Regions from separate parts of the Mus musculus genome. Here all the other regions are linked to region 1. A link is a contact called in public HiCAR-type, HiChIP or PLAC-seq and promoter capture Hi-C data. All regions are on one chromosome and are shown on one strand. Each heading gives the region's core, a stretch centred on a gene start, on an enhancer-like site or on the middle of the called end of the contact. The rest is flanking DNA. Distances are from core to core; before and after follow the strand shown. Region 1 holds the start of AW495222 (expressed sequence AW495222). Region 2 holds the start of Ankrd34b (ankyrin repeat domain 34B). Region 3 holds the start of Fam151b (family with sequence similarity 151, member B). Region 4 holds the start of Zfyve16 (zinc finger, FYVE domain containing 16). Region 5 holds the start of Serinc5 (serine incorporator 5).

Evidence for each region. Promoter capture Hi-C pulls out the DNA fragments that hold promoters and counts their contacts. HiCAR-type assays count read pairs that join an accessible place to other places. HiChIP or PLAC-seq counts read pairs in DNA pulled down with a chosen protein or histone mark.
Region 2: a contact with region 1 is called in a promoter capture Hi-C map of hippocampal neurons, with 2.4 times the contacts expected there. The contact joins the promoter of Ankrd34b here to the promoter of AW495222 in region 1. A contact is called at or near these places in 2 of 39 promoter capture datasets (hippocampal neurons and pre-B cells).
Region 3: a contact with region 1 is called in a HiCAR-type map of astrocytes, with 2.6 times the contacts expected there. The contact joins the promoter of Fam151b here to the promoter of AW495222 in region 1. A contact is called at or near these places in 1 of 39 promoter capture datasets (hippocampal neurons) and 1 of 115 datasets of contacts at active chromatin or transcription factors (astrocytes).
Region 4: a HiCAR-type map of astrocytes shows a contact between it and region 1, with 3 times the contacts expected there. The contact joins the promoter of Zfyve16 here to the promoter of AW495222 in region 1. A contact is called at or near these places in 3 of 39 promoter capture datasets (the C10 cell line, hippocampal neurons and pre-B cells) and 1 of 115 datasets of contacts at active chromatin or transcription factors (astrocytes).
Region 5: an H3K4me3 HiChIP or PLAC-seq map of embryonic forebrain shows a contact between it and region 1, with 7 times the contacts expected there. The contact joins the promoter of Serinc5 here to the promoter of AW495222 in region 1. A contact is called at or near these places in 1 of 39 promoter capture datasets (hippocampal neurons) and 2 of 115 datasets of contacts at active chromatin or transcription factors (astrocytes and embryonic forebrain).

Annotation. Positions count from the first base shown.
Region 1 is chr13:93,717,565-93,721,408 of GRCm38.p6, reverse strand. AW495222 (expressed sequence AW495222) reads left to right here and starts at 2,234. Exons shown (of 3, transcript NR_045086.2): 1 at 2,234-2,525. It overlaps Dmgdh (dimethylglycine dehydrogenase precursor), which reads right to left. Exons shown (of 16, transcript NM_028772.3): 13 at 3,697-3,844; 14 at 791-850.
Region 2 is chr13:92,424,015-92,427,858 of GRCm38.p6, reverse strand. Ankrd34b (ankyrin repeat domain 34B) reads right to left here and starts at 1,890. Exons shown (of 5, transcript NM_175455.4): 1 at 1,658-1,890; 2 at 639-783.
Region 3 is chr13:92,482,062-92,485,905 of GRCm38.p6, reverse strand. Fam151b (family with sequence similarity 151, member B) reads left to right here and starts at 1,875. Exons shown (of 6, transcript NM_001163627.1): 1 at 1,875-1,978. The coding sequence starts at 1,954. Gm52060 (a long non-coding RNA gene) reads right to left here and starts at 1,833. Exons shown (of 3, transcript XR_003950692.1): 1 at 1,770-1,833; 2 at 887-961.
Region 4 is chr13:92,528,750-92,532,593 of GRCm38.p6, reverse strand. Zfyve16 (zinc finger, FYVE domain containing 16) reads left to right here and starts at 1,784. Exons shown (of 18, transcript NM_173392.4): 1 at 1,784-1,895.
Region 5 is chr13:92,609,326-92,613,169 of GRCm38.p6, reverse strand. Serinc5 (serine incorporator 5) reads right to left here and starts at 2,032. Exons shown (of 12, transcript NM_172588.2): 1 at 1,883-2,032. The coding sequence starts at 1,909.

The sequences.
Region 1 (3,844 bases), core at 985-3,484:
TGAATAATAGTTCTCTGGACCTGTGTTGGCCTCCTCAGTAAATACACACTTGGTACTGGGCACGTTGGAAACACATCTTGTGTTTACATTTAGATGTTATCATTAGACGCAAAACTGAATCATAAACCCCTGCTTAACCCAATGTGGCGAGGCTCTTCTATCCTTTAAGCATCCAGGGAAAGTCAATGTCCTTACTGCTTGCTTAGCTGACGCGCAACCTCACCAGCCACCAGGGGTGGCTGATACACACACAACATACATGCAGCACAATTTCTATAAAGATGCCTGTTGAAATCTGTTAATCATCTTGTGATTTTTACTAACTTTCACCTTGGGTTTTAGTCTTCTTTTAACTATTTTTAAAAAATTTTATGTGCATCGGTGCTTTGCCTGCATGCATGTCTGTGTGAGGGTGTGGGATGCCCTGGAACTGGGATTACAGATAATTGTGAGGTGCCACGTGGGTGCTGGGACTTGAACCCAGGTTCTCTGAAAAATGCAGTCAGTGCTTTTAACCACTGAGCCATCTCTCCAGCGCCTTGGGTTTTAAGTCTTAACCCTTAAAGAAGTTGAGTTCTGCTGCCTTACGTCTCCAGGCTCTTCCACAGTGAAGCTGATCAAATTACGGCGGATAATTCACACGGAGCATCAAGCCATGTTTAGTATTTATATTCAACTCGTTTCTTCTGTAGTCACACTTGGCTAAGTTTTAAAGAAAGCGTGGCTCTGTCGTAAAACACTGCCATCACCTTCACATTCATTTCATACACCCTGGGGAACGTAAACATACCTTATTCAGCTTCACGAAATATTCCAGCCCAGCTTCCAAGGGGTTTGTGTCACAGTTCATCTGGAAGGGAAACAGGTTTTGAATCCCAGGTGAGCCTGCTAATTTGGTTCACTGAAGAACTGCGCTGTCCTTAAAAGGACTTCAGAGAGATCTGCCTGCCTCTTCCTCCAGGTAGGGGATTAAAGGAGTTCACCACCACTCCCAGCAAGTACAGGGCGAGGGGAGATGAAGAGATTACTAAAACAGAAACAAACCCATTACCTTCACTCAGCAAATACTGGCAAACACTGGCTCCCACCTTGAGCTGATGCATAACAATGATAGAAACAGAGACATCACTTTCTTATATTAGTCTCCCCAGAATTAAGGACACTGGATGGTTTTTGAGTAAAGATTCTTTAAAAGACCAATTATGGACTAGTCTCTGAAGCAGTATTTTCCATTCAAATGAAGCCTTTGGCAAATGCTGTTATTTTTAAATATGGCAAACACAGAGACTGAACATTGGGTTGGTTTCCACTGCTCTTTTATTTTAAAGGTGTTAATGAATTTATCTGTTTTCATTGCGTGTACATGTATGTGTTCATGTCTGCGTGTGGGTGTGTGCAGGTGTGCTCTCCCAGAACTGAAGTAACGGGGCTGCCCATCGAGGATGCTGGGAACTGACCTCTGCTTCTCTGCAGGAGAAGCACACACAGTGCTCTTAACCACTGAGCCATCTCTCTGGCCTCCGATCTTTTACCTTAATAAATATTTGAAGGCTAGTACATGGTGTTTCACAAACAAGAATCTCATGTATGTTATGTAATAATTTTAATTACATAATTGTGTTTTTAAAAAAGTAACAAGTAACTTTGCTTAGCTTGCATTTAGCCATGAATGGGGGTAAAGAGGGGAAAGCAGGTGACAGAACACTGGCTTTTGCAGAGTTCTAGAAAGAAAACGGGAAGGGAGGATTAAAGCTCAGAACTAGCTGACTCGAGATAGGATGCATCAATTCAGGGGAAATCCAATATTTAGTTCTAAACCTGAATGAAGTTAGGGGGTTTTTATCACTGTTTTGTTTTTAAGGGGTTTTTGAAGATTCTAATTTATACGATGAGAACTGAGGGGAAATGAAAGAGATGAACTCAGGAGGAACTGCTAAATGTATAGAAATGGGAACAGAATACCTCGATGTACTCAGTTAAGTGTTAATGAGCAGAGGACCTTTCTGGAAGTCGGGTTTTTTGTTGTTCATTTCTTTATGGGAATGAGAACTGCCTGCTCTAACCTCCCAAAGAGTCGACATAAACTAGATAAACGTAAGACTACTTTACACCACATAAAAGTGTTCTCATATTTCCTAAATTAGTTTGAGTTACTCTGAAATTATTTTTCAGTCTGCCAAAATTAGAGATTTTTTTTTTCAGGGAAACAGAGCGACTTCGCCGATGTTTCTGCACTAGAGGGCGCTCTGGCACTGTTGGGAAAGAGGACCCTAAAATGGAGCCCAGGGAGAGGAAGCAGAAGGAAAAACAAAAAAACCAAAAACATCAGAAAAATTGAGGCTAGAATACAGCGATGTTTAACTCTCAAGGGGTGGCTTCTCTGTCCTTTTTCCTGAGCATGGGGACAAATTTGTTTTGTTTTCTGAGGGCAGCTGGCCTTGCCTGAGTCCTGGCTGTAAACTTGAGTTCGCTGCAGCAGGCAGGACCGGCTTCCTGCAAGCTTGCATCAATGAGAAGGCCCAAGGGTAAGTACCTGAGCTCTCAGGTTAACCTAGAAATTAACTGTATAGTGTGTTTGTTCGGCTCATTACTAACCATCTCTACGTCTGCGCTGATTCTTTAGGATAAATACTCCATTTTATAAGAGAGCAGGCCAGCCAGCCAAGAGTTAAGTAAAGGATAGATTTAAACCCCAGAGTCCCCACTCGGAAGCTCATGTTTACAATGGCCCCTAAAACGTCAGTTCTCTGTAAAAGTTAGGGTTTTGTTTCTCCCACAAGGTAAATAGGACCCTGGTCACAGGAATCTGGATGTTGGGGGCTCAATGAACCCAGTGAATGTATGCAAAATAAGAGTCGTGGTAAAGCTAAGTCATAGAACAAGGGCTTCTGGGAACGCGCATAGGGGCTTTATCTTGATGACAACAGTCAATGTGGGAAGACCCTTCATAATTGTGGACACCACATTCCCTGGGCAGGGGATCCTGGGTAAAGTGCAGGAAGCCAGTTAGCAGCTGTCCAGGGGCTTGCAATCATTTTAGACTATGGATGTGACATGACCAGTTCTCTCAAGCCACTGTCACTGTGACTTCCCCACTCTGAAGGACTGTAACCTGGACCTGTGAACTGAAAGAAACCCTTTCTCCCTGAATTCGCTTCTGTCAGGGTATTTTTTTCCCCCACAGAAACAGGAAGGAAACTAAGACAGAAGCAAAGCAGAATCAATGCATATAAAAATGTTGTGTAAGTGGTTAACAATTGTACACAGAGAAGCTCTTGATTCCCACTGGTGGGGAAGACTAGACCCACACACACGGGACCACTGTCCCTGTCCCTCAAAAGAAAAGGACATTAGTTCGCCTAAGGATGATTGTGAGAGGGAAATGAAACGTAACAGAGGGAAAGCAAGGATGTGAGAGGTGATACTCAGATCCTCTGGCGTGTGCCTGCCAGAAAATGTCTGGGGTTCACCACTAAGCAGGGGGAATTAAGGCAGAATAAACGTTACCCCCAAACCCAGTCAGTGCTCATCTGGAAAGCAGAGAGGCAGGGGAGTTCTTTCCCTACTCAAAGTCATTTAATGGCATTTGATTTCTCTTCTAGCTGGAACTGATAGTAGTAATGCTATGAAAACTAGTCTCCCAACATTAGATACAGTAAGGTAAGCATCCGTTAGTGAGGATGCTAGCATGCAAACCTCGGAGCCCCAGGCTCGGAAAGCCTTCTCCAGTCTCAAAGCGTTCAGGGCGTAAGTTCCAAAGTCGCCGATGCCCTCCTCCTGGCCGGCACTCATGATGCGCTCATAAAGCGTCGCAGAATCTTCTCGTCTGTGGTACAGCTCCCAG
Region 2 (3,844 bases), core at 641-3,140, 1.3 Mb after region 1:
GTAAGCCTTTAAAAAGGATTTCTTACTCCTGTTTGTTTCCTGGTTGCTTCCAAGCCCTGCATCTGCTCACACAGGGGTGCCTCCACCATCATCCCCAAGTTGTTTGAAAATTAATTTCCTTGCAGAGGTGAAGGGCAGAGTTGCTGCCACAGTCCAGAGGAATAGGGAGCCCACGGGTCCCACGGAAGACTACAACCCTGAGCAGGAGCCAACCAGAACTTGAGGCTTGCAGCTTTCTCTTCCCAGTCAGCTCTTCAAAATCACTGTCCTGATGGGCAAGCAGTCCAAAGCCAGACAGCAACTGGAATGAGGCCAGCCAGAGGTCATAAGCAAAATGTGTCTGTTCCCAGCAAGCAGAGAGTCGGAGCCAAATAAAAGATGCACTGACTGCCCAGGAAAAGTCAGCTTTCTTGGGTCTCCAGTCTTCTAAGAAATATTCAGGAACTGCCCACGGGAAGGAGTTAGTTTATAAGGTGTGCTGTTTCCCTCACATAGCTACAAAGCTAGGCTGGCTCCCATGAGCTCCTCCTGGGGCTAGGTTATGGGTGCCTAGATCCCATCTTCTCTTCAGAAGATTCCCTCCCTCAGCAGAGACAGAGACGGGGGAGGGGATGAGGATGGGGGTAGAAATTGCAAACCTGCTCCTCCAAAGTGTCTGGGAAGCGGCGAGGTACCAAGGTGGCTGGATTTCCAGACTGTTGAGTGTGCAGGCGGCGTGTCTCCAAGGTCCGTGCCTGGTTTCCTCAGATTTTCCCCAGTTCAGGAGAGAGCAAGTCCAAGGTGCTGTCGGAGAAGGGCAAAGGAAGGTGACTGGGGCGACAGCGCTGGGGCGCGGATGGGGGCGGGGTGCTCATTTCGTCGCCTCCACTCCAAGCCAGGGCAGGCAGCTGCCCAAGAAAAAGGCTTGTGCCGGGAGGCCCTGGGCAGTGGTCCCCGCGTAGCCTAGCACTCGGCCCTCGCTGGGGAGATGGCGTGCCAGAGAGCAGGCAGCACTGGTCCTCCGCCCGGGCTGGCGCCGTTCCTCAGCCCGCTCTCCGCTGAAGGGGTCTGGATGCCCGGTGCCAAGGATGTGCGCACCCGGGAGCCGCAGGGACCGGACTGCCTACCCGGCGACCCCGGTTCCTGCAGCCCGAGGTTGCAATCGGCTCCGCGGCCCCAGCCCGCGCTCCGTACCTCCGCTGCCCAGCGGCCACGGGCACCTGCGGCCACGCGCTCCTGCCGGACCCCGCGACCCGCGCGCTCCACTGGCCGAGTGCGCGCCGCTCCCGCCACGGGGCTCCCACCCCGCAGCCCTGGGCCCCGGGCCGCTCCTCCCGCGTCGCGAGGCCCGAAGGCGGCGGAATCCGCAGACCCGCGGGGTCCGAGCGCGAGCCGCCAACCGGAGCTGGGGACTTGCGGGAACCCGGAGGCGCGCGGCGGGGCGCGGGCGAGCCGGAGTCTCCCGGGAGGCCCCTGAAGCCCGCTGGCCCTCGGTGGCCCGTAGTGGTCCGCGGTAGCAGGGTCTCCGTCCCCACACTGGCAGCTGCGGTGTCAAATGTGCGGCAGGTGCCTGTTCGCGGGGCGCACCGCGGCCACACGGCCTCGCGACCCTCGGTGCCTCAGTCTCGCAGCTGTCACCGCATCCCAAAGTTTCCCCAAGTGCAGCGGGCGGACTGACCTGGGACGCGCTGTCGGCTCGGCAGTGGTCCTTCACCTTCCTGATCGGCTCCTGCTCGGACGCTCCGTCCGAGCTGGGTGACTGTCGACGATTCGGCGGCGACTGCGATCTCAGTCCCCTGTCCGTGTCACCGGGCCCCCGCCCCTGCCCTGCAGACACAGGCGGGCCACGAAGCGCTGGAGCGGGAGCGGCGAGGCGCGCACCTCGCCAGACGCGGGGCTGGCGCTTCCGCTGGGAGTGACGCGCCCGCGCTCCGCCGCGCTGCAGGTGGGGGCGGCGGGCCAGTCCGGGCCCCGGGGCCAGAAGATGCTCTCCGAGGCTCCGCCTCCGCTCCTAAGCCCCGCCCCGTCTCCACTCCAGGCCACTGAGCTTTGACAGCTGCGACTGGTGGGAGAGCGAATGGGCAGAGCCCAGGTAGCCCAAGAAAGATGACGCCCCTCCCCACTAGTCCCCGTGCCCTTGGTCCGGGTCTGCGTCCACGTTCCCTTCCATCCCATAGCCATCTCGTTGGTCTGAGATTCAGCCTTCACAGGTTCCTTCCCCCACTTCAGGTAAAGCCAGAGCCTCACTAAAGAACTGAACGTTTGTAGGAGCAACCGTTTTGTTTTTATTTTATGAATTTATAATTTCATTATACTCTAATTAAGGCTTAATGGAATAGCTAACAAAATTTCGCAAAATAAATTTGAGGTATTAAACTCCACAGAGACATGAAGAAAAAAGGAAATTATGTAAACGAGATAGTTTCAGCTTTTCATATGTATTGAAGGAGGTGAGAATTCAAGGCCAGCCTGGGCAACATACTTGCCTAAAATCAAGCTAGTCTGTAGTTTTTCCATCCCCAAAGGGGAAGATAATAGACCCTTTGGCAGACTTCCTCTGCTTAAATAAAATTCCTGTGAAATGGTTCCTTATAAACATTTGTCACATATTCTCAGGACATGTTGCACCAGAAGCAGGCTCTAAGAAGGTGGACTACCTGGGGTGGGTCACCCTTTGTTCACACACCTTTGGGGAGTCCCAGAAAGGAGAGAGCAAACTTTTATGAAGGCATGGGTCTTTTCTCCATCTCTTTTTAACAGTTTTATTAGTATATACACAGCATGCATATTAAAAGGTGTGGACCACAAGTCTAATGATTTGTGTACAAACTGAAGCCAACAACAGAACGTATTACCAGCAACCCCAAAGGTCCCCTTATGTCTGCACCCTGGGAGGACTGGTGGCTCTGCCAGCACAGAACGGTTTTGTTGCTTGTGTGTTTTCTAACATCATTGGGAATATGTCTCGCTGCCTGGGTCCCCCCCCCCCACACACACACACCCTCGTTGTTACACTTCAGACAATATGTTATGTATGACTGTGCTTTTCTCCTTCTTTTCGTTCATTGTGTCTGTGTGTCTCAATTTGTTTTGCTTCTGGGAGACATTTAGGGCTATTCTCAGGCTTGGGAAAGTCCACAGACACTGCTATGAACACAGCAGGTGACATCTCCTGCCCACCTATCTGTAGACACAGTTTTGTGGGGTACACCTGAGAGTGGAACTGTGACTCATGACATCAACATGTGTTCAGCCTCTGTGGATGTTACCAAACCTCAAAGTTTATCCAGTTTTCACCACTACTTTATAAGTTCTTTATTGATTGCTCTCACAAACGAATCTCATTGATAATTGACAATCACCACATTTAACACAGTGCAAATTTATTTACTTGATTATAGTTACGGAAGTCAGAAGTGCAAACAGCTTTAATGTTCCTGAATTCAGCAGAGTTGCAGGGCTGTGTTGATTCTGGAGGGTTCTTAGGAGAGCGTCTGTTTCCCCTGCTCCTGGCTTTCAGAGGCCCTTTGCGTTCCTTGACTAGTGGTCCCATCCTCCACAATCCTATTCAGATGTCTCTGTGTCTATCTGTTTGTCTCTGTCACTGTTTCTGTCTCTGTTTCTGTCTCTGTCTGTTTGTCTCTATCTCTGTCTCACTCTCTGTCTCTCTCTCTGTTTCTCTCTGTCTTTCTGTCTCTCTGTCTGTCTCTGTCTCTCTGTGTATCTCTCTCTGTTTCTGACTCTCTGTATCTTTCTTTTCCCCTAACTCCTCTGCTCTGGCTTGTTTTTTTTGTCTCCCTCCGCCCCTCAGCTTCCTTTCCACCCTCTGACCTCCCTGCCTTACTTCTCTGTATTTGCACTGGGC
Region 3 (3,844 bases), core at 626-3,125, 1.2 Mb after region 1:
AGAAACTGCTTACTTATTCTAGGTTTGATATTTTGTTGAGTGGCTTTGAAATGTTTGACTTGTGTGTACAGTTCAGCAAAAAGAAACATGAAAATTTAGCGTGTTAATTTTTTGTTCCTTTCTGCAATTAAGATGCTTTTTACCAATGGCTGAGTAAAAAATGTCCAGACAGAAGCAGTAGGACCTTTATAATCCTAAATGCTGTGCAGATCCCACCTGCACGGATCTACCCTGTTCTTCCACCACATATCTTCAACAGGTAGTCATCTTTATCGTGTGTGCCATCCCATGAATTGGAGGTAGTAGCAGCAGTGATCTTATTCCTCTCTGTTTCTTAAAGTGCACAAGACATTGGAATTGCTGTAATTATTGTGCTGTGTGAGAGAACACTTGAATCTGTTTCTCCCACCTGAAATGTGTCCTGACATCTTACATCGCCCCACTATCTCCCTTTCCTCTGCCAACTCTGCCCTTCAGCACCAGCAACCACCATCATCAGTTTTTGTCCAGGTCAGCATTCTTAGGTCAGTGATAGAAGTGAAATCATGCAGCCTTGGTCTTCCTGGGCCTGTCCTCCTTCACCCAACATCTGACAGTTCATCCTTGTTGCAAATAACAGGGTCTCCTATATGAACCCTGAACTTCATGATGGGCCTTGCTACATTTTATCTATTCATCTACTGGTGGATCTTAGGTTGGTTTTGTGTCTTGCTTTTAGGAGTTAACATTGCAGTGAGCACAGGGCACAGCTGCCTACCTGACAGTGATTTCCTTTACATACGCAACGACTCATAGTTTTTAACTTTTCCAGGGTCATCCACACCGTGTTCATAGTGACATTTCTTACTTACAGTGTAGCATTGTGTAGTCATACTATATTAATTACCTGGGTTATGGAGTGTAAGTAGGTTCCATTGCTTCTGTCTGAACGTTTTTTACTCCGCGATTGGTAAAAAGCATCCTAATTGCAGAAAGGAACAAAAATCCATTAGAAATCTTGCCTGTATTCGTAGGAGTACTTTGATAATAGCAATTTCATTACTAACAAGGCTGGTGGTTAGAACTTCCAGGGTGAGGGTGTTGGAATGTTGAAGCTCTAGCAGCATCTTCTTGTGCTGTGTTTAGCTCCCTTAATTGCATTGCTTACTTGACCTCATGTCCTTGTGACTAGGTGAAACTTTTGGAATGTGTTAACACAGTACCAGCCTGAAACCCAAGAACCGTCGGATAGGAACGGAAACGTGCACTCAGTTTGCTGTAAACTGCATGCCTGATGTTTCCACAAAAGTATTTGAAATTTTCCAGGATATATAACTTTCTTAAACAGCGAAAAACACTACTAAACTATGCAATATGTCTGGGGCAACTGGTTTCGTGTTCTAGAACGATTATCACTCATACTTGGTTCAGGAATAAACTCTTGAGGTGAGAGGTGTGTGGTTTATGCTGTTTGTAAAGAAGTAAGTTTAAATGTGAAGATACAGGTAGAAAACCAAAGACCATAAAGCAATGGGGCTATATTTTCTGGCTGAGCTGGAGGAAATCCAGAGACTTTGGAGACCCGGTTGAGGCCAAAATTGCCACTCAAGTCAGAGTGACTTAAAAATTTTACTCTCTGAAGGGTTGGGCGAGAACCACTTCCGTTTGTGCTGTCAGGTAATGTATTCTAGCTTTGCAGCCCGCTGTACCCTAGAATGAGTAGCTCCACACCAGAACTGGACCACTGCACTATGGGAAATGTGCCCCGCAATCCTCTCCCCGCGACCCACCTCCTCTCTTCCCACTATCCCCGCTTCTCTCCCTGCCCCAAGCCTAGCAGTTCCAGTGCGCATGCGCACCTTTTACATCACTGGCGCAGAGGTTCCGGTCAGGTCATCTGGCTTCCGCCAGGAAGACAACCAGGAGACTGCCAACCTTGTGCACCTGCGCAGATCGCTGCGTCTGTCTGTCACCATGGCAGCATGTGCAGGGGGCCCGGGTAAGTGTGGAGGGTTCAGCGGGCAGGGTACCGCCTACTCTTTTTCCTGTTTTGTTATTGAGTTGTAAATGCCAGTGTCTGCGGGGTGTTCAAGTGGTGGCTGATTTAACTGAGGCCGAAGAGTATCTCCGTGTGACAAAGGTAGAAACAATTTAGGGTAAATCGATTGTTTAGATACAAAAGGAAAATTCATTTTTGATATTAAAAGTTCAAAATGGTTCAGTAAGGTCTCTAGTCCTTCCCAATCATTAGCCCATTTCCCCCTCAAATTTCTGCTACACATTCGTGGGTGGATCCTTCCAAAAAGGTCTTACATACATACCACATTATCTTTTTTTTTTAACCTTTCACTTTTTGTTTGTTTGTTTTGTTTTATTTGTATGAGTACACTGCAGCTGTCTTGAGACACGCCACAAGAGGGCATCGGATTCCATTACAGATGGTTGAGAGCCACCATGTGGTTGCTGGGGAAGTGACCTCAGGACCCCTGGAAGAGCAGTCAGTGCCCTTAACTGCTAGGCCATCTCTTCAGCCCTCTACCTTCTTTATTTTATTTTTTTTTAAGATTTTTCATTTATTAAATGTAAGTACACTGTAGCTGTCTTCAGACACCCCAGAAGAGAGCATCAGATTTCATTACGAATGGTTGTGAGCCACCATGTGGTTGCTGGGATTTGAACTCAGGACCTTCAAATTTGAAGAGCAGTTGGTGCTCTTAACCTCTGAGCCATCTCTCCGTCTCTGCTTTTTAACACACACATAAACATTAAATATTTCTTTATTTTGCATAAAACCTTTGAAGATTTTAAACAATGTATTTTGATCAATTTATCTTTCCCTCTCCCCCAGATCTTACCAAACCTCTCTTCAACTTCACACTCTTTTTATTTGTTCTTATATTTATCAAACGTCAAAGAAGGAATAGAGTGGACTCTCTCAAGGTTGGGGGCCTCCCTCTGGTTTTGTACTGTGAATTTTAAGAAAGTTTCTGTAAATGTTTATGGTGCATATTTATTGGGTAAGGTGAGACTTTTCCCCTCCCAACCCATAGTAGATCAATTCAATATCAATTTCTTAGGTATTTCTTCCCACGAGGCCCACAAAAGAGGGAGAGGTAGGTGTCAAAATCACATTGGCAGGGCTGGAGAAAGAGCTCATTTGCAAAGCTTCTTGCCTTGCAGGCATGAGGACAAGAGTTCCATCCACACAGCCTGTGTGAAAACCAGGGACCCTGGTACAGGAGGGCACTGGGGGGGATGGGAACAGATGGATCCATGGAAGGAGATAGCACACCACTCAGAGTTGTCTTCTTGGTAAGCTCCAGGTTAGCAAGCCTCCCTCTCTCAAAACACAAGAATGACATCTGTGACTGTCCTCTGGTCTCCTCATGCACATGCTCACACAGCCATACCACACTGTAATACAATGGCACTGGCTCTTTGGAAGATGCGCGCCCTTCCTTAGTGAACAAGTGTAGAGAAAAGCGCTGGTGCTTTAGATGTTTCTTATGCAAAGGAAACAACATAACTGTGGCTTAAGGACATCTAACACGCAAGGGGGCATTCTGACAGGAGACACCGCCCCACCCTGCAGCTGTTTTCAATTCCCTCGTCTGAATCAAATCTCAAAGGCCTAAGAGCACTGTGCTAACAGGGATGCTCTTCTCCAGGAGGTGTGGATGACAGTGTTCTTGCCTTTCTGGCCCCTTGGCTCACAGGGTCTCTTCCTGCACCTTTCAAGTCAGAAATAATTGATTGAGTTCTTCTCACTATATCACCTCAACTTTTACTGGCCTTTCTCCCTGTAGACTTATAAGGACCTTGTTATTAAAATGTATACACTCATATAAATGTCCTTTTATTTCTG
Region 4 (3,844 bases), core at 535-3,034, 1.2 Mb after region 1:
CCAGCAAGGCCACACCTACTCCAATAGGGCCAAACTTTCTAATCGTGCCACTCCCTGAGCTGAGCATACACAAACCATAAAACATACCAACATGAATAGAATCCAACAATTCATGAAAAGGACTGAGCCAATAGGATCATCAGTGATTCAATTGTGCTATGTGGATATCTCAGGTTACACATTATTCGTATCATACTCTTACTAAGAGAGTGTCTAGCTTTCAGTAACAAAGCTAATGAGTGGCAGAACTAGAATTCAAATTCAGGTAGTGAAAAAAGAAGGAGGAAATAGGGGACTGGATTCATAGTTTCAATATCAAGAACATACTTCAAGAATAGGAGTGAGGCAAGAAAGACAGACAGACTGCTCTCCCTCTCAGGTCCCCATTGGTTTCTGTCTTTCCTTCTGGAAGTTCTGTCTTTACCTTGCTTCTCCTTACAGGTGTTCCTGGGGAGGGAATTTGGGCTACTGTACCTGGCTACTAAGCAGGTTCTTTCAAAAGTCCTACTTTATATGTGAATTTGTGTTAACTTATATCCACACCAGGATATGAGAGTATCCACACTATTCTCACCAATGAATTCATCTATAAATTAAGCAAATTGGTAAAACAGATTTATGGAGAATACACTGTTTCTGCTATATTAAGTTTGAACATCAATAAAATGTGGTAGACATGCTATTTTGTGAACTGATTTGCATATACTTTAAAATGTTGTTTTGTTCATTTAAAATAACTCTTATTTGTCCTTACATTGTACTATATACTTTTGCCCCTAATTTGTATGCACAAGCCACTGCTTCTGAATTGAGGTTCCAAAAAGACGACGGCCCCATTTTATCTGTGACAGTGTCCAACGTATAAAAGTGAAAATACACACTGTACTTTGTAGAATTATTCTTATATTTTTGGTTGTGAGACTAGCCTTTAACGGCTGAGCCATCTCTCCAGCCCTTGTGGAATTATTCTTAAGATTAATTAGCTAATGTAAGCGAAGCATCTCTTTTGCATTGTCTGTCAAAGAACAGGCCAGTCACCTTACACAACCAAAAGTTTTGCTCTTGGCAAAAATCAGAGTTTAGAAGGGGAACCAGAAGTAGAGATGCAGAATCTCTGAAAGATAAACTACAGTTGCCAATTACTGAATTGAGGACCTGAGCTCTGACTGTGAAGTCTCTTGAGTACAAATCACAGCAGCGATAACGCTTGTAATCTCTCGAAAGCCTAGGCGAGCCAGCAGTCCCCAAGCTGGTCCGGATACTAATTTTCTCTTCGCTCTCTTTGAATTTTAGAAAACTCGTGGTGAAAATGCGAAGGCCGAAGCAGAGAGCGCGCGCGAGGCATCGGGCATCTCCTTCCGAGAGGGTAGCTGGCTTCTGGTTTTAGACAGCAGCCGCTCTGGAGGCTACAGAGGGTTGGAAATGCAGAAGTACAGCCAGAAGTGCAGGGCGGCGTCGGCCAATCCGCTCACCCAAGGACCGGCATTTAGGAGCTGCCCGGAGGTGAGATACAGTGTCGGCCGCTGGATTTGGCTGGTGCAAACCGGAGTGCCGGGTCAGCTGAGCTGTGGCACTAGTCACCTCCTGAGGCCAGCAGAAGAGCGTCCTTGGAACAGCGTCCGAGCGCAGGATCCCAACGGAGTCGCCTGGCCACTTCCGGCGCGCCCGCGTGGACTGGCTCGGACCCGAGCAGCGCGCATGCGCATAGATCAAGCCTCCCGGAGGGGGCGTGGCAGCGGGAAGCATTCTCTGCGCCTGCGCCCTTCTCTGCTAGGTCGGCTGGGGACGAGCTCTAGGCTGGCGTCGCGCTGTCCTGGGTGTCGTGGCCGGGTTACTCTTCACGCCTCACTGCGGCGTCGCGTCGAGTCCCCGAGAGCTCGGCGGGGTGTGGGGAGGTAAGAGCCTCGGAGCCGCCACCGGCCTCTCCTCAGCGTACTGCGGGCGGAGGGGCGGGGCGGCCTCGGACTCGCTAGGCTGCGACGGCCCGGCCTCGCCTTCCTCCGGGACCCGCCTGCCACCCTGGGCTCTGTGCGGCCGAGATACCCGACCCCATCGCGGGCTGGGCTGGGCCGGGTCGGGCCGCACTGGATCCCGCGAGTCCCCGCGGCGCCTGTTGTCGCCGCCTCCTCCGTTTCACTGATGCCTCAGTGTTCGCTCGCTGTCTTTGGTGCCTCTGAAGAGATGACCTTAACTTTTAACAGTTAACCTGTTTGTGCGACCGTGATTGCAATTTGTTACATTCCAGACTCATGTTCTTGGTTAGCCATGTCAGAAAACCAGCCCGTAAATTTAAATATTAACTTCATCTTTTAATTCAAAGAATAAGTTGGTGATGTCATCCGGTTCCGTCACTTACTCGGCTGAGTTTGGCATTTCTCGAGTTGGCAAAAGTTTAGTGGTTTGATCGTGTCTGTCCGATTTTTCACATAACTTCTTTTTTCCCCCTTCTCTTTGATATTAAACTACACATTTAGTGGCAAGCTATTTAAAAATTAGAGGAGGGAATTAGGAATGAGCTAGTCACCATTCCACCGTGCAAAAGTAACCAGCCGCTTACCATTTTGACATTTTTCTTTGTCCTTTTTTTTTTTTTTTTTTTTTTTTTTTGGCCCCTGTTGCATTTTAAACTTAAAATGATAAGAGTGTTGCTCACCTTTCCCATGTTTTTAAAAGCTGTACACATATACCCATTACATTTTTTTACTATACACATAATAATATGAGCAAAAACAATCTTTTGAAGTAGCTACCTTACAAATAAAACTAATTTTTTTGTCCCCAGTCATAATGCCAATTACACATAGTATCCTATATGGTTGAAGATAATGACAATTGAAAAATATTCAAGAAAATGTAATTGTTAATGCAGAATATTTACCATTTTGAAAATTAAAACTCTGGAAATTCTTTTTTTTCTTCACATATTCACTTAAAAATAGTCATACAATGAAGCAAATACTTTATTATATTAAAAAATCTTGGTTGTTTTTAAATTCTAATTCTAATGTACATTGAACATTTTCTTCATGATCATATTACTGTCTTTCACAATTTTATACCCCTTACAGTCTAGTGTCCAACTGCCTTCTAATATATTTTTATTATTTTTATATTGTTAGAATATTTTATATCATTTTTAAGGAAAATAATAAAATTATCTCCTTTTCTCTTTTTAAGTAAAATGTAGAGAGACATAATTTAGCTTTGAAAGGCTTACATAATCCCTACACTAGATTTAGTTTAGTACTTGTTCCTCCGTATTTTCCCCCTTGCTAATACTATTTTAACAATTTTTGTGGAAAATGGATTTATGTTGTACAGAGTTTTGTGATTTTCTTTCTTTCAGCGTTGTGTATTGGATAGTTCTACAGAAGTATGTGTAACCCAGGTCATAGCTTTATGCACACAGGTTTAGGGATCATTAGTTGTTTCATGTCAGGCTTCTATATTCTTCTGTATCTTTTCCTAGGTCGCTTCCATTCACAGTGGTGCATTACTGATTTACAAATCTTTATCTCAGAATCCTCTCTGTATTCCAGGTTCTTACATTCAACAGTGTCTTGGACATCTTCCCCGGGATGTTCTCAAGGTACTTCAGGCAGTAGTCCAGAAGGTGTTTTCCTTCTTCCTGCTCCTCTTGAGTTGCCTGTGATGGTCAATGCATTGCTATTGGTTTCCCCAGTCACCCAGCGTGGGGATCTGTTGGTAATGCCAGCCTTCCCCTTTGTTTCCGTCTCCAAGAGACTACTACTGTACAGATAAGAGCTACTTATCTGTTTCATCTTCACCTTGGTCTCTGTTTATGTCCTCATTGTCTCTCACCTTAGCAATTCTAGAAGTTGTA
Region 5 (3,844 bases), core at 783-3,282, 1.1 Mb after region 1:
TCCGAGACTCCTGGAACTGGATCTATTGTTGTTTACACGCTTATGGGATGTCCTTACACTTGTGTACACACACAGATCATTGCCAGCAGAGATGTTTGGCTTCCTACAATATATCCTCCTCCTAGCATTTAGCAGGTGCTTGGAAAACAATATATGGATACAACTGAGAGACTCAGCTTCTGATGACAGTGTGAGGTTTGAGGGGTTCATTTTGTACTAGTGGCTGAATCCAGCTAAGTGCATGCTAGACAAGCATTCTAACATTTAGCTAAAGCTCACGCCCTCACATAGCGATATAAAACCATGGTGTGAGCGCTGCTCACTGCACTGAAACCTACCACAGTGAGACCTTCAGCAGCCCTGAGAAACAGAAGTTATGATTCTGTGGGGAATGGCCAGGACTTGGTTCTTTCCAAAGCCCTAAGAGGGGGATTTTAGAAACAAGTCATACATCCTGGCAAAATATCACTCATACCAATATTTTTTAAAACTCACTTAAGTACTAACAATAAATTCTCAGAACCTGAAGTCAAGCACCTGTCAGGAAAGATCTTCACGGGGCTTCCAAGAGAGAAGGGCTGATGGCCCCAAATACATGCAATTACTTACTATACAATGAAAAGGGTTGCATCAAATTGAAGAGTATCACAAAACAACCAGAAAAATGGACTTGGAGGTGCTGCTCAAAGAGCACTTGCCTAGAACTTACAGCACCAGCAAAGAGAGAGAGAGAGAGAGAGAGAGAGAGAGAGAGAGAGAGAATGAATATTTGCAATTTTCTGAAAACAATCTTTTCTGCCCCTCTTGGTCTAAAAAGCCTGAATGGGTCATATTCCTTCGTCCTTCCTTTCCAGACATTGAGGGGACGGGCATCATTTTACTCAAACCAAAAAGCCCCACTTTCCTCATTTCTGAAAAATGCCAGCTTGACATACAGGGCCACCTCTAAGAGGACAGGACTACTATAGGCCACTAAACCTGATGGGTCCAGAGACACAGCTTAACCCCCTACAGCACGTACAGCTGGCTCCCATTGTCCTGACGTTCAAAGTAAACAAGACCAGTCCTGCACCTGAATGCCCACCCACCGCGATCAGATTCGAGGTTTTGTTTTTGTTTTTTATAACCCCTTAAAACCTAACAAAAAGACAACATGGGAGAAAGACATCCAGATGGCTTTACCTAGTTCGCTGTTGTTTTTCTAACCCTGCAGGAAAAAAAAGGGAAATTAGCATTAAAGGGCTAAAACCTAATAATTCTCTCCAGTTAGGAGCCTCCTATGGCTTGGATATCGTGAATTTAACTGGCAAGATTACAAAACAGGTTCCAGCAAGATGAGTTGCAAAGAAGGGAGCGAAGGCTCGTGCCCAGTCAGGGTTGGGTAGGGTCCGGTCGGTAAACCCATAAAGCAGGGCTGAGCCTTCCCTGTGCCTAGACTTGTGTCCGGGAGTTTGCAAATCGGATATCCAGACGTTCTCGTGAATACAGAGCCCCATGTTCTAGACCTGGAGATGCCAAACGCGGCCGCCCTGCTCGGACTGACCAGTTGTGCTCGGAGTACAGAAACAGAGATCTTGTCCAACCCCACGTTTTTCCTGGATTTATCCCACAGGCAGTGCAGTGGCAGGAGAGCTACGGAACTCAGAGCCACTACTCGAGGCTTCGACCGGAGGTGACACGTCCTGGGAACCGATGGGATCCTCAGCTCCAGACCCGCTCGCCCTGCCAGCCCGGAATCCCGGAGGCCGAACACCGAGGTCGCTGGGGTTGCCTCTCGGGCTTCCCCGCGTCCCTTCCCGCCCACAGGGTTTCCAGAACTCGAGCTTGGCTCGCGTCGGTGTCCGCGATTCTGATAACCCGCGCGGCAGCCCGCCTCGCTCACCTGGCCAGCACAGCACCGGGCAGACATCACCGCGGCCGACGACCTCGCCTCGGGGACGCTGCCCGCTGGGCCCGTCACTCGGGCCCTCTCGGCTTGGTCCGCGAGCGCGCGACTGAAGAAGCTCGTCTTGCTTCCTATCCCCGAGCCCAGCAGCCCAGCTGAGAGCCCCGTACCCTGGCCCGAAAACAACCGCCGCCAAGCCCCGCCCCACAGGCTCCGCCCTAAGACCGCCCCGAGTGTAGGTTCCGCCCCATATCCTAGGCCCCGCCCCTTGAGCGGCCCGGCGGATGGCTATGGCCCCGCCCCTTTCCGGGCAGCACAGTGGGCTTCTTCCTCTCTGGCACTTCCGCCGGAGTTAGACCAAGGGAATGCAGTCTTTACAAGCTCTCGGGTTTTACTGACCCGCCGGGTTTCGCGGCGCTCCTCCGCCCCGGATCCAGTAAACTAGATCCGCTTGCCTTTGGTAGTTAAAACCGTAGCCCTAGAGGAAGACTCCCTCCCGAATGCCCTGCGCTGGTCCCTCCACGAGGGCGCCACTGGTATGGGACTGCGATCGCCTTACTCCTCAGGCATCTACCAGATCCACGTTCGGGAAACCCCTCTGTTCCCGCACCCCCTCAGATGCCAGGTCTCCCCAGGCGCCTAGCTGTTCCACCTGCTGTTCCCGCGGAACTCTGACCGAGAGTCGATCTGGGAACCTAGGTTGGGGTCCTAGTTGCCTCTCAGCTGACCCACGTTGAAAGGAGGATTCCAACATTTGCTTGTTGGATGCCAAGGGAGTGCCAAGTTTTGCTCTCTACCTGAATCTCTTCTCACGGTTACTTCAAATGTAAAACCATTTCTGTTAGTATGATTTTTACACCAATGCCTTTTTGGTTGGAAGAGTATTTCAGATAAACATTGCTGTACCCGTGTGAGGAAAGTGACAGCGGATAAGTAACTTGAATAGCTTGCCTAAAGCCTTGGGAAGTGAAAACGCCTAGCTGACAATCCTAGCCTAGCGTCTGATCCTCAGGCACAAAACCCAGGACTTGACCTTCCCTGGACAGAGCCTTTGCCTATAGTGTCTTGGGAACTTTAGGAGATAGAAACTAAAAAAAACTGTTTTTGATAATCCGTGCTTTAGTTATTACCAACGCTGAATCTTCTGGCGTCTTAGATCCAGGAGTTTAGAGTAACACACACAACCGAGCCCTACTTGGCGGTTAAGAAAAGTTATGAAGACAGTGGCTGTAACTAAAAATAAGAAGGTGTGGGAGGAGCAACCTGCTGGGTGGCAGCCTGTAACTCAGAGCCAGGACCTCCGCAGGGCTTCACAGCGAGCTCCATTGTTTGCTGCAGGGCGGTCACTAGACTTAGAACTTCAGCCCCTGGGGAAACCGGTCTGACACCAAGAGTTTGTCTTTGTGGGAACCGACCAAGAGGTGGGGGAGGGGGGTAAACTGTCCAAACCTTTGAGCTGGAACTTACCCACTCTTTTAGGAGACCCCTCACCCAGTGTCCCAGTGTCACTGGATTAGGATCAGAGACCTCGTAGTGGACTCCTGTTTTGCTTTTGTTTGTTTGCCAGCCCTATGCAAGCACTAGCTTGAGGGTTTCTGAGTACTGATGTCACTATCCTAGAGAGAGCATGCCTCTTAAAGACCTGGAGAGATAGGGCGTGGAACTCCTTTGTACAGAACTTCCCAGCATGCATGAGTTCCTTCCCCAACATGCCAAAAATAATAAATAGTTTGTGGACATGTCAAATGTACACTAAGATACCCCCCCCCAAAAAAAAAAAGTTAGCAAAAGCCTTAACTTCCAGAGTCAGGAAGTTGCAAATTCTTAGCTTCCCTAAGAACAGGCTGGATAACATGGCCTCTTTGAAGCTCTGGCTTAACCATCACTTGTATTCATGCGGGTGTTTAAATGAAATGAAAAAAAAAAGTGATTTGTGATTTTTGTCTTCTGGCCTCAGCC